Regions from separate parts of the Mus musculus genome. Here region 1 is linked to region 2. Evidence: chromatin contacts called from public HiChIP or PLAC-seq data. All regions are on one chromosome and are shown on one strand. The core of a region is the stretch at or near the end of the contact, and the rest is flanking DNA. Distances in the headings are between cores, read along the strand shown. Region 1 has its middle 82 kb from the start of Gm14064. Region 2 has its middle 35 kb from the start of Jag1.

Region 1 (6,223 bases), core at 1,268-3,767, 430 kb before region 2:
ACCAGAAAAAAAAATTCACACTCATTGTCTCCCAGGTTCAACTTCCTTATACATAAATAACAAAATAACAAAAATTTCACAGGGATGGGAATAATTCCATTATCTCCAAACAATTTCACTGTGGTATTATTACACTTTTCAAAGGTCCAGAAGCTATCTGTCAATGGGCAACTGTATAGTTAGAATTCTTTAGTTGTCTGCATTAATGTCCTTTTTTCTCTTTGCCCCATTTTCTAAACAGTTGATTTGGACAACACAGAATCCATCAAGTCTTTACTCGTCACATATGTTGGCAAAGCAATAGTGTTCCCTAGCTTCTTTCATCCTTCACTGACTAGTAAGCTTGTGGATTATTAAAATTTGTAAGTAGTGTTGTTGCCACTACAGGTTTTCTTATGTTTTTTATTATCACTTCCTAATTAGGTTGTCTGTATTTGTTGATCCATTTTATAGATGACTTTTAAATGTTTGACAATGACAGAAGGTGGCAGTAATTTGAATTGTCCAGTTCACATCAAAGTATAGACACTACCCACAGAAGCTATTAAAGTGTATTGCATAATTCATTACTTTGTACATAAAACAAATCAACCTTCAAATCCACTAATAATCATCACTGGGCCCTGAGGATTCATCCTCATTGTACTGAAAAAATGTTATGAAATAATACAAGCAAAGGGTTTACTAGTTTTTCTAGAGTATCATATGGTTTTCTTGCAGGTTAAAAAAATACTGCCAAAAGTGTGATACAATTAATTTCCATATGTTTACCCACTGAGCTAAGCCTTCCACATTGTTTTTCAATTATGAAATAATAACTTACATTAATATTCTTCAAATTATTCTAGGAATAGAAACTGAAGGAACATTTCCAAATTACTTTTATGAATCTTGTATTAACTTGATGTCAAGTAAGACTAAGATTTAAGCAGAAAATTATAGGGCAATATCTTTTGATGAACATGGACTCAAAAATTCTCAATAAAATACCTGCAAAGACAATTCAAGAAGACATAAAAATGTTATTAATCATCAATTTTTGTATGTCCAAGAAATGTAGAATATACAGAAATCAACAAATATAACCTACCTTATAAAGAGATCCAAGGACAGAAACTTCATGATTATGTCATTGTGAAAATTCCAGAGAATCTAGACACATGGAGAACATATCTCAACATAATAAGTACAAGATACAAGATAAGCCCATAGTCAACATCTTGCTATATGAAGAAAAATTCACAGCATTTCAACTCAGATCAGTAACAAGGTAAGATGTCCACTATCTTCCCTCCTGTTCAATATTTGAAATTTTATAGAAAGCAATAATACAGATGAAACAGCTAGGGCAGACTAAAATAAAAAGGAAAAGAAGACATCCACAAAGTATCTTTAGTTGAAGATGAATAATTCTATACAAATAACACAGTAATGACTCCACCAGAAAACTCTTACAGTTGATTAAACTCATTCATCAAAGAAATAGGCTACAAAATTAACACACAGAAATCAGTAGCCTTCCTATATACACTCTATGCACATACTGAGAAATAAATCAGGCCAGTGATACTACTCACATAGCCATATAGGTATGCTCATGGACTGGTAGGAACAATAGCCTGAAAATGGCTAAAGTAATCTACAGATTCAATGTCATCCCCATTAAAAACTTGAACTCAATTCTTCATAAAAATTGAAACCATGATCTTAAATTTTAGAAGAGATTGTGATATCCAAATCAATGCTAAATAATAAAATTCTGCTTCTGCTGGAGCTATAGTAGTAAAATAGCATGATATTAGCATAAAAGTCAGCATCTTGATCAATGAGGTAGAATTGAAGACCCACATATAAGCTCCTAGAGCCACCTGATTTTTAGCAAAGAGGCTAAAAGATACATTGGACAAAAAAAGAATATCTTCAATAAAGGATACTAGTCAAATTGGATACATATGTAAAGAAGAACGAAATGCATCTAAATCTCTCATCCTGAATAAAACTCAACTCCAAATGGATTAGGTGCTTTAGCCTAAGACCTAATGATAAATAAAAACTGAAGAAAACATTTAAACTCACAGACATAGAAAATCAGTTTGTGAACACCACCTTGATAGCACAGGCATTGGGGCCAAAAACTAACAAAAGAAACAAAATGTTTCTGTACAGCATAGGACAGCACAGCTCTGGTGAAGAGGCAGTCTAAAGGATGGGATAAAGATTGAGTAGCTATACATTTGACACAAGATCAATATCTGGAATATACACATAACTCAAAAAAATGTAAAATCCTTAAATATCAAGAAAATAATCCCATTAGAAACAGGGCATGGTATTAAATAGAGATTTCTCAAAAGATGAAATACAAATGGCTTAGAAGTGCTTAGAAAAATGTTCAACATCCTTAGTCATCAAGGAAATGCAAATTAAAATTCCTCTGAGAGTTCATGTTACATCTGTCAGAATGGCTAAATTTTGAGGCCCGTGCAAGAGGAACAGCAAATGGCTTTAGAACTCATGGAATGCAGCCCACCAGTTAGCACAACCACATTGGCTGTGCCTTGGAGAGGCAGAGCCTGAGGACTTTGTGCTATTATGGAGCATCGTTCTGCTTGTTTTTCTTGCAGTCCCCATGTCCTTCCTAATCTGTGTGCTGTGTAAAAGCTCTGTAGGGGTTTCCAGGCCCTCACTGAGCAGTATCATTGGCACTCATAATAACAGTACTTGATCTTTTTCATGTATTGCTGCTGGTTCAGATTAATGATTCATCCACCACCCTCGGAATCGACTTAGAGATGCAGATTGTTAGTAATGACCACCACCCTTCCTTACAAAGAATTTGGAGGTGTAGATTGTTAGTAAAGTTAGACTAAGATGTTTTTGCTAGTGGCTTTGGCATAGAAAATCCTAGGGAACAATTTGTGGCTCAGAAAGGCACACTCAATAGTTGAACTTGTGATTTTCTTTTGAGGCCAGGGAACAAGAACAATGATAGCTCCACCAACACTACTGATGTGCTTTTCTCACAGAAGTTGGGCTTTTGATTTCTTGTGCCCTTCTTTGCCCTCAGCTTCTAATATGATTTAATAAAAAATTGTTTAATGAGTCAATATGAACCCTGAGGTTTTATAGTAAAAATGACTGATTGTGTTTTTATATAAAAGCAGATTAACGAGTCACCCATCACCCTTAGATTTTAATATTTTTATAAGATTACTTTTTAACACAAATAATAAAATAATTGATCCCTTTTTGTAACCACAAATTTCAGCCTGTCAACAAGAGAAACTGGCTGAGAAATTTACCTTTTGTGCTTACACTTGGTTAATCAATAACAAGTTGCTTAGTTACAAATGTGAGCTCTTAGGAATAATTTTTTTATTTATACTAAATAAAGCATTTGATCATGTGAGAGTATTGAGGAACATGTTTTTTTCTAATGTATATTCATTGTATTCATTCATTTAAAGAAAAATAGAATGTAATCACACTGCCATTTTTATATGGCTTGAAAATTTTTGGTGGGATAGTTAAGCTGTGGGAGAAAAAAATTAAAGTCATTGGAGCTTGCTTGTGAGAGCTTTGCACGTATGTGTATGCATGTAAAGGGAATGGAGGTTCACTCCATCCACCCAATGTATGAATGTGTGTGTGAGTGTGTATGTGTGTGTGTGTGTGTGTGTGTGTGTGTGTGTATGTATATAGATATCTATATGTGGGAAGTTGTTGGAGCTTGCTTCATCCATGTGTGATTGTATGCCTGCTTTACACTGTCGCCAACCCCACATCCCCTCTTTGAATCTCTGAGCACATTGTCAGAGAGGGTTTGCAACAGCTGATCTTTTTAAAAGAAAGACAAATGCTGGCATGGATATGAAGGAAGGAAAAGAATTGTTCACTTCTAGTAAGAATGTAACCACTATGCAAATCTCTGTGGAGGTTTCTCAAAAAGCTAGATGCAGATCTTTCACATTATCCATCTATACCACACCTGCGTACATACTTAAAGACTTGTCTAATCTATGATAGAGATACCTTGACATTCATGTTCATTCCCTTGCTGCTTTGTCCACAATATTCAAGACAGGGGAACTGCCTAGATGTCCACCAGCTGATAGATAATAAAAATGTGATATATTTCTACAACTGAATATTATCCAGCTATAAAAAAAAACAGTATTATAAATTTCACAAGTATATGAATGGAGCTAGAAAAATAAATCATTCTGAGTGAGGTCGCCCAGATCCAGACAGATAACTGCCATGTGTTTCCTTCAGTTATGGATATTACCTTCAAATCTTCAGGTATATGCTTCATTTAGATTGTCCACAGAGATCACAAGATTAGTAAGGAATTATGGCTGTGGTAAAGGGGGCAGTCGAGGGAGGACACATACAACATGGTAGTATAAAAAGTTAAATGGGAATAATGGAAAGGGAAGAGTTAAATTGGGTGAGAGGGCAGGACAGAGAAGGGACTATAAGAAGGGAAAAAATAACACTACAATACTCAAGTTTTTGTTTTGTTTTGTTTTGTTTTGTTTTGTTTTGAAGTCATATGGAGCCCTGGCCACAGGATCTCCATGACTCACAGCAGCAGCAGCATATACAAGAGGAGTCTTGCTGAGGATTCAATATTGATCATGTAGCAGAAGCCAGAGGCCTTGAACCAGACGTTGACTCATTTCAATGAACATTTGCAAGTAAAGCTATTTGGTCAAAAGAGTAAACTGTGTGACACACTGTGGCTTATAGTGCCACTATGGGAAAAAAAAAAAGGGATATGATGAAAAGGCAGGAAAGACCCAGAAGTGAAGTGGGACAAGTATGGCAAGACACAACAGCCATATTGGCTGGTATGAGAGAAAGCTGAGATGGATAGAGAGCAGGTTGTTGCCCAGAATGGCCAGTGACATGTTTGTTTTTTTTTTTTCTTTAAATTTTTTTTTCTTTTGGGGGGAAGTTACAAGAGTAGAGAGCAGATATGGAGGGAATGAGAAATGAGTGTTATTGGGGTACATGGTGTGAAGTTCCCAAAGAATCAATAAAAAAATGTTTTAAAAAGTCATTTGGAAACTTATTACTATAAAAGTACCAATAAATGATAGATAGATAGATAGATAGATAGATAGATAGATAGATGATAGATAAATAGATGAAAGATAGATGATAGATGACAGCCCAACAGATCATAGATAAATAGACAGATAGATAGATAGATAGATAGATAGATAGATAGATAGATAGATAGATAGATAGATCGATAGACAGATAGATCGATAGACAGATAGATAGATGATAGATGACAGACCAACAGATCATAGATAGATAGATAGATAGATAGATAGATAGATAGATAGATAGATGATAGATAAATAGATGAAAGATAGATGACAGACCAACAGATGATATATAGATAGATAGATAGATGATAGATAGATAGATAGATAGATAGATAGATAGATGATAGATGGCAGTTCAACAGATGATAGATAGATAGATAGATAGATAGATAGATAGATAGATAGATAGATAGATAGACAGATAGATAGATAATTAATGCTTTAACATTGAGTTATCTTACAGTGAGGCAAAAATGCTGATACTAGACTGAAAGTACTAGCAATGAGTTACCTCACTTGAAGCATTATCCAGTGAGCCAAACATTAGAACCTGCATTGCTAATGCTATTGTTTACCCACTAGACCCAACAGTAAAATCCTATTGCTAAAGACTCAACACACTGGAGTTACCGTACATTGAGAAATCAAGCTCATGCTATCTGGAAGACTCATTCTTACTGACTAATTTTTATATTGCTAAAATATGCTATGTACACTGTGTAATAATCAAAAAAGTAATCATCAAAAATCTCACCCAGCTGTGAACCCTATCAGATACAGTTAAGAATTAACCTGACATCACACTCACACTGATTTCAGTAGCGGTTAAGCACCATGAGAGTAACAAACAACTTCTTTTTTTTTTGTTTTGTTTTTTGGTTTTTTTTTTTTTTTTTTTTTTTTTTTTTTTTTTGGTTTTTCGAGACAGGGTTCCTCTGTATAGCCCTGGCTGTCCTGGAACTCACTTTGTAGACCAGGCTGGCCTCAAACTCAGAAATCTGCCTGCCTCTGCCTCCTGAGTGCTGGGATTAAAGGCGTGCGCCACCACACCCGGCAACTTTTTTATTTTATGTGAGGCATACTCCACAGGATGAAACCCAAAC
Region 2 (6,532 bases), core at 2,680-5,179:
AGGCATGAAAGTCAAGGTTTGGGACAAGGAGCACACTGAGGGAAGTATCCCTTTGTGCTCTTCCCCTCTCCTCAATCCTCTGAGCTATCTTCAGAAGCTATTCAAAAAACCAAGGCATCTACACTGCACATATGAGCATCTTTGCAAACTAATGACAAGTATTGTGATTGTCTACATTTCCCATATAAACACAGCATATTTTTTCTAATATTTAATCTCAATAATAGTATCTGACACCAGTTTATATGACAGGGGTAATAGGTAAATAGGACTTTTATGATCTAAAATCATCTCAAATAGCCCATACTGAAAACTAAACATCAGATCTTTACAAATTTTGACTATGAAAAAATCAAAAAGTGTCTGTTTTGGTGATGATTAAGGAATTACTGTCAATATTTCTAAAGGTGTTAATGCTGTTGAGGTTTCTTTTTTTTTGTTTTTGTTTTTGTTTTTTTCTGTTTGGTTTAAGAATGTAATAGCAATATATGAAATCTGCTGGAGTCAGAGGTTGGCCCCTAGCTGCAAGATTTCCTATGATTATTGAATCCAAGAGCAGAATATTTTTGCATCTGTTTAAAAGTTTCTACATTAAAATAAAAAATTTTGTTTGTTTGTTGAAAATCTTTCAGGTATGACATACTAGCTTCCTTTAAGATGAACCTGTTTTCACGTGACATTTCATAAACATCTCCAGAACTAAAGGCATGACACACAGAGGCTGAGCATTGTTTCTTGGAGCCTTAAAGCCAATTACCACCTTTCCTGGTAGACCTGGTGATCTCATTTCACTCCCCTCTCACACATTAACTTCAGGTTTCAACATCCACACATTAACTGCCACCGTCTTCCTCCACCCAGTGATCTTTTTTCCTTGGCAATTATCTGGAAACCCCTATCGGGGTCACTGTGGTGTGTGTGTGTGTATGTGTGTGTGTGTGTTTCTTCTGGGTAGCAGAATATGGAGCAAGGCTTATGTTGATTTTGTGCAGCCCACATTCCTGGAATGTTCGTGCTGAGTACAGAATTTGACCTGTAGCACAGTGAAGAAAGAGTTCAAATGCAAACTCCAGAGATATCCATCCCACAGAATAAATGCCAATAAGCAATTTCCTTTCCCAGCCTACCAGAGATTTCAGTCAGATAGACCATAGCAGACAGAACCCGTGCCAATATTTTATAACCCATAAAATTTCTTCAAGCAATTGTACAGATTTCCAGCCATCCTTTGATCAGTCTTGTGTAACAGTGACTCTGGGCCCTCACCTAAAAATGATTATATATATATATATATATATATATATACACACACACACACACACACACACACACAATGAAAAAGATCTGGCCTTCAGAAAGCTTCTCATTAAAACACTAATCTGTTCCACCACATTCTTCCAAGACACAGCGATCAGCATTGGAGCTGGCTTGAATGGCCAGGCCTAGTAAGACTGATACAAACAGCTTAAGTAATTGGATTGCTATATGGGATTGAATGTCTGACAACAAAAGATAGCCATCTCTATTCGACCACCAAAGCTTTGTTCCAGCAACGAATTCATTCAGCAATGCCCTTAGAGGCTCCTGGACCCAGGGAGAAATGACAGACCTGAGACACAAAAACTGAGCCAGCTGATGAGCCCAGAGACAGAGGCTATGCAATTCCAAAAAGTTAATTACAGCGAACAAAGGCAGCAGACGATGACTTGTTGAATCATTACCATAATCACATTACTGCACTAGTCTCCAGTTCCCAGCCAAGGGTGGCGGTGCGGCTGCTTCTCATTCTGACCATGTACTCCCTGCTCGACTTCCACGTGCAAGCTACTGTACACGTCTCCTTGACTAATGCAGTCTTACTGAGGCAGCCTCTTTGCATATTCTAGATGGGTTTTCTTATTTAAATGGGTTTGCCCATCAAAAGAGCCCGAAAGCAGAAAGCACTAAAATAGCATAGAATATTTGAGATGGTGGATATGCTAGCAACCCTGCTTTGATCAGTACATGCAGACATGTATATGGACAATTATTGTAGCAGCTAACTTTTTGTAAGAAGTATAAACATCATTGGTAATAAAATTATCTCATGTTTCCCTCAAATTTGGATTTGGGAAAGGCTTGTTTTCTAGTAAAATAGATTGCAGTATCAGACTCATATCTGTGCCTATAACTTCAGATAGAGATCAGCAGGATTTTATTAAATTACAGCTTCAAGTATGTCCAAGAAAAGTTCCCATCAATCAGAGTATCCATGTCCAAATCTTATTCCAGGGTGAAAAGCAGCAAGGAATCACCATGACCAGAGAACATGGAACGTTTACACTTAGCCGGTGTGTTCCTTGAGGCTTTGACAGCGCTTAAAAAAAAAAAAAAACAAAAAAAAAAAAACTACTGGATATTTAGTTTCCCTGGTGGTGTGTCATAAATTATCTTCACATTTAACTTCTCTGCAACATATTTTGTCTGTCTGGAAAGAATATCAGTCAGCAAGTGAAGCATTTCATTTTATAATCAACAGAGATGTTGGCACGCTAACCATGGCCAAAACCCTGACCTAGCAGCCATAGCAGTAGTTAGAGCATGCAGCGTTGCTGCAGAATCACTGTTTTAGAGACACAAACTTGGAGAGAAGATTCTTTTTTTTTTTTTCAGGATGAAGTTCTGTAAGAGGGATCAAGACACACTCAATCTACATTAAAATGGAAAGAAATGGGAAGGCCAAATATCCTTGCTTTCTCAAACAGTGGCACCAAAGAAGCCCAAATACAAAAGTCTTGACATCCAATCCAATCCTCCTCATCTTTAAATAGCATCTTGCAGCCAGGATTCCTTGCCCAACTTGGCAAAGGAGAAGAACCAGCTTCATGATCCAAATTGTGACTTTGGATCCTAACTGAAAGCACACGAGCACATGGTGTCCGAACATGGCAAGTTTTGCCTTCTCAACTTACCCTCCTGCCAAATGGAACGTGAAGTATCAAGAATTTAGAACTATGATCGTGGGAAAAAAGGTGGGAATACTTGTAATATGGCTACAGATTATATGTGCATTTTAACACAAGTCATGAATAGAACCTTAAAATGGTGTGCTCCAGGCTTCTGAGCATAGGTATCTTGGGACTTTACTGATGTGTTTGAGGATTTTGTACAGAGGAAGATATTTCTCACTTTTCCATAGTGGGCGGCAATGAGTTTTCTAGTCATCACAGCCTCAAGGACACACCATTCTTATGAGCTTCACATTTCAGAAAAACTGAACATCTCTGACAAAATGGGTCCCCAAATCAACAAGACGTTCCATGCATCTGCTTTAAATGCCTTAAATCATTTTTAGTTTCTCTAAGCAAGGGAAATTGTAATAACCAGTGTATCAGGTGAGTAAGAAGAGTAGTTGTTCTCAAAGTCCTGATAGCTGGAAAACAAGCTAAGACTCTACTTCAGGACCCTTCAATCCCGAACGCCCTTACAATATTTACCATACCCTGCCTATGACTTGACTTTGCTCGTTTTTATGATTCTATGTTTTAGTTTTCTTTCTTCAGATCAAAAACCCAAGGATATGAACTAGTACAGTCTTGGATCCACCATTCCACAACACCTATCCCATGCTGGTGCCGTATAAGGGTGCTAATATCCATTAAGGTAAGTGTGAAAACGAGACAGACAGTAATCTTCAGGCTTACACACAATGTAAATCTGTACTCATACTTTGACTTCCAGGTCATCAGCACTTGACCAAGAAAATAGTGAGCTTTTAGTTCCAGTGTTTGCTGTCTTTATTAATCACCTAAGGTGTGACCAGTACAAACCTCAAACCTTGCAGACACTCACAGGGTTAAAGGAAATATATGTCTACACAGACATATACAGTCTTGGAGCGGTAAATACCTAGGGCGCCTGTGACTAACGGTGAAATCACCTCTTTGCCAAGGCCTCACCCTGGCTTCTCTCCCAGCAGCCCTGGATATCATCAGCAGGTACAACAGTGAAAGTCAGGATATGGGTGATGCCCATCTCATGGTAATTTCACATGTTATTCTTTTTCTGTTCATCCTTCTTAGCCTTGCCCCTTCCATGGCATGGAAGGCTGTTTATTCGTTGAAAGGGTACAGAAATCTCAGAGCTAAGTACCTTTCTCTCCTTCTTAAGGCTCCTTTTTGGCCCTGGGATGAGGCCTACCAGAAGCCCAAGTTAATGTCTACCTTTGGTCTTGTTATCTACCATATACTACAGCCTGGTATTCACCCATGGAATATATGATTTCCCAGACCTTTCCAGCCAGCATGAATTTGATTTACAAACTAATTTCAGAGCCTAAAACCCACATGTTATAATGGATCCACAAATGGGTTTTAATTATTCTTTATACTACATTTAGCTGATTTTATGAGCTGACTACCAAACTTTTTAAATCAGGAGATTTTAATTCATCAATTCTATACTTTCTTTAGAAATTAGATTTAGCCTCCTCTCGTTGGGTGAAGCTGAGGGACATAGAAGCTCTGACATAGAAGCAACATAGTATTTTCCACTGTCTCCTCTGATCCCCATAATCTTATACCTAGACTGTCTCCTTTAATCTCCATGAGCTTACAATTAAACTTATCCCTCACCTAGTGAGCCAGCCATGTCCAAGATTTGGCAATAGTTCACAAATGTGGGTCTTCCTCTTTAATACATAAGACTATATCTATTTACATCTATACTCAGCATTATTCTCAAGTTATGATATAAAAACAGCCAAGTATCCATTGATAGATAAATGAATAAATAAAATACATTGTGTATATATATATGTATATATTTACATATATACATATACATATACATGTACACACATACATAGACATATATATGTTATATATAATATATATATTATCTGTCCTTAAAAAGTCAAGAAATTCTAAACAGGTATTGTGGCAGGCATCTATAACTCCACCACTCAGTACTCAGAGGGTTGAAACAGTATAGTCTCCTGTTTGAGGCCAGCCTAAACTACTGAGTTTTTGTTTATTTTGTACTTTCTTTTGTCATGTTTCGTTGTTGTCTCTTTGAAACCTATTCTTTCCTAATGAAAGACAGAAAGGGAGTGTATTTGGAGGGAAAGAGAAGTGGGGATGAGTGGGAGTAAGGAAGGGGACAGTATAGTAAGGATATATTGTATGCGAAAAGAATCTAACTTCAATGAAAGGGGAAAAAGGAAAAAACTTAAAAAGTCGTGAAATCTTGACATGTGCTCTAATGTGGATGAACCTTGAGAACATTAGTCTAAGAGAAATAAACTCATCACAAAAAGACATGTTTGTTGTTTACATCCAGGAGATACTTGATGCAGAAAGTACAACAGTGGTAATCAGCTCATGATGGACAAGGACTGGGTAGTGGTTGCTTACTCGGAACAGTGTTTCAGTTTTACAATATGAAAGTAGTTGTGGAGATGAGTGGTACCAATATTACACAACATTATGAATGTGTATACCACTGAACACATAGCACTAGTAAATTTTTTTAAATACTGCACCACAATTAAAAAAATAAAATTAAAGTTTTGTTTCTCTTATCTGGCCATGTAATAACCATGTGAGAAAGTTCTGACCATACAATTTATATGGAAAAGATATGTGCTAGTTACCTTGTGATCAGGACAATAAAACTCTAGTCATCTCAGTTCTCATTCTCTTTTTGCCTCCAGCTGATGTAAGAAAAAAAATGAGTGTTGAAAACATTAGAGCCATCAAATATAAGAATCCCAGCTTACCATATCAACCCGGTCACTCACTGCACCTTGCTATAAACTCTAAGTTAACCAAACTGGAGATACTTCTCTGAGCCCTTTTGCATTTGGAATTTGATTGTTACAGCAACCAGAATGATATAAATACAGCTACCTTCCAGCTAGATGGCCCAGTATCTTCTGAGACCTTATCTTTAATCTGGGATCTTGGCCAAGAATGGAGGCATAATGACTGACATGGGAAGGCCCCTCCTCACATGATCTTTCATCTGCCAACAGGCTTGTCCGGGCTTGATCCCATAGTGGTAGATGCTCAGTCTTCAAGGTCCTGAGAGCATCAAGAAAGGCAAACACCAAAAGACAAGTGTGTTTTGCTCTTAGCCACATTTGGTGTTCTGCTAGCTAAAACAGTTGCTAATCTCAGTTGAGAAAAAAAGGAAAGAAGTCGAGTAGGGTGAGATAGGGAGGGGGGAATAAATTTTGTGTATATGTCTAGTGGGGTCTTACTCTGCGAGGCAAGCTGGCCTCAAACTCAGGTTCCTCCTGCCTCAACCTCCCATGTCCTGGAATCACAAGTATGTACCATCAAGTCCAGCCAGAAATAGATTTTTTGTTGTTGTTTGTAATATCTTCAAAATGGCATTGCATGCAGTTTAAGGTGGGAAGAATTTAGGTACATTTTCTCTATTTCAAGTAACGTGTTTTCTCCTATCTAGTGTTTCCCTCCACACTTCTAAATAATATGTGTATATGAGTGCCTATTTCCCTCCAGTTTATTTACCAGTTTAAACTGTTTAT

The links. HiChIP or PLAC-seq counts read pairs in DNA pulled down with a chosen protein or histone mark.
Region 1: a FOXA1 HiChIP or PLAC-seq map of pancreatic cancer cells shows a contact between it and region 2. The contact joins two enhancer-like sites. A contact is called at or near these places in 1 of 15 datasets of contacts at CTCF or cohesin (the NIH/3T3 cell line) and 1 of 115 datasets of contacts at active chromatin or transcription factors (pancreatic cancer cells).

What each region holds. Positions count from the first base shown.
Region 1 is chr2:137,578,020-137,584,242 of GRCm38.p6, reverse strand. No RefSeq gene overlaps it. Among named protein-coding and RNA genes, the nearest start is that of Gm14064, 82 kb to the left of the region's middle. Within about 2 kb of position 2,517, at least 28 of the 459 cell types and tissues checked have an H3K27ac peak or open chromatin away from gene starts, as enhancers often do. A contact at or near this core is called in pancreatic cancer cells, where this site is marked.
Region 2 is chr2:137,148,493-137,155,024 of GRCm38.p6, reverse strand. No RefSeq gene overlaps it. Among named protein-coding and RNA genes, the nearest start is that of Jag1, 35 kb to the right of the region's middle. Within about 2 kb of position 3,929, at least 12 of the 459 cell types and tissues checked have an H3K27ac peak or open chromatin away from gene starts, as enhancers often do. A contact at or near this core is called in pancreatic cancer cells, where this site is marked.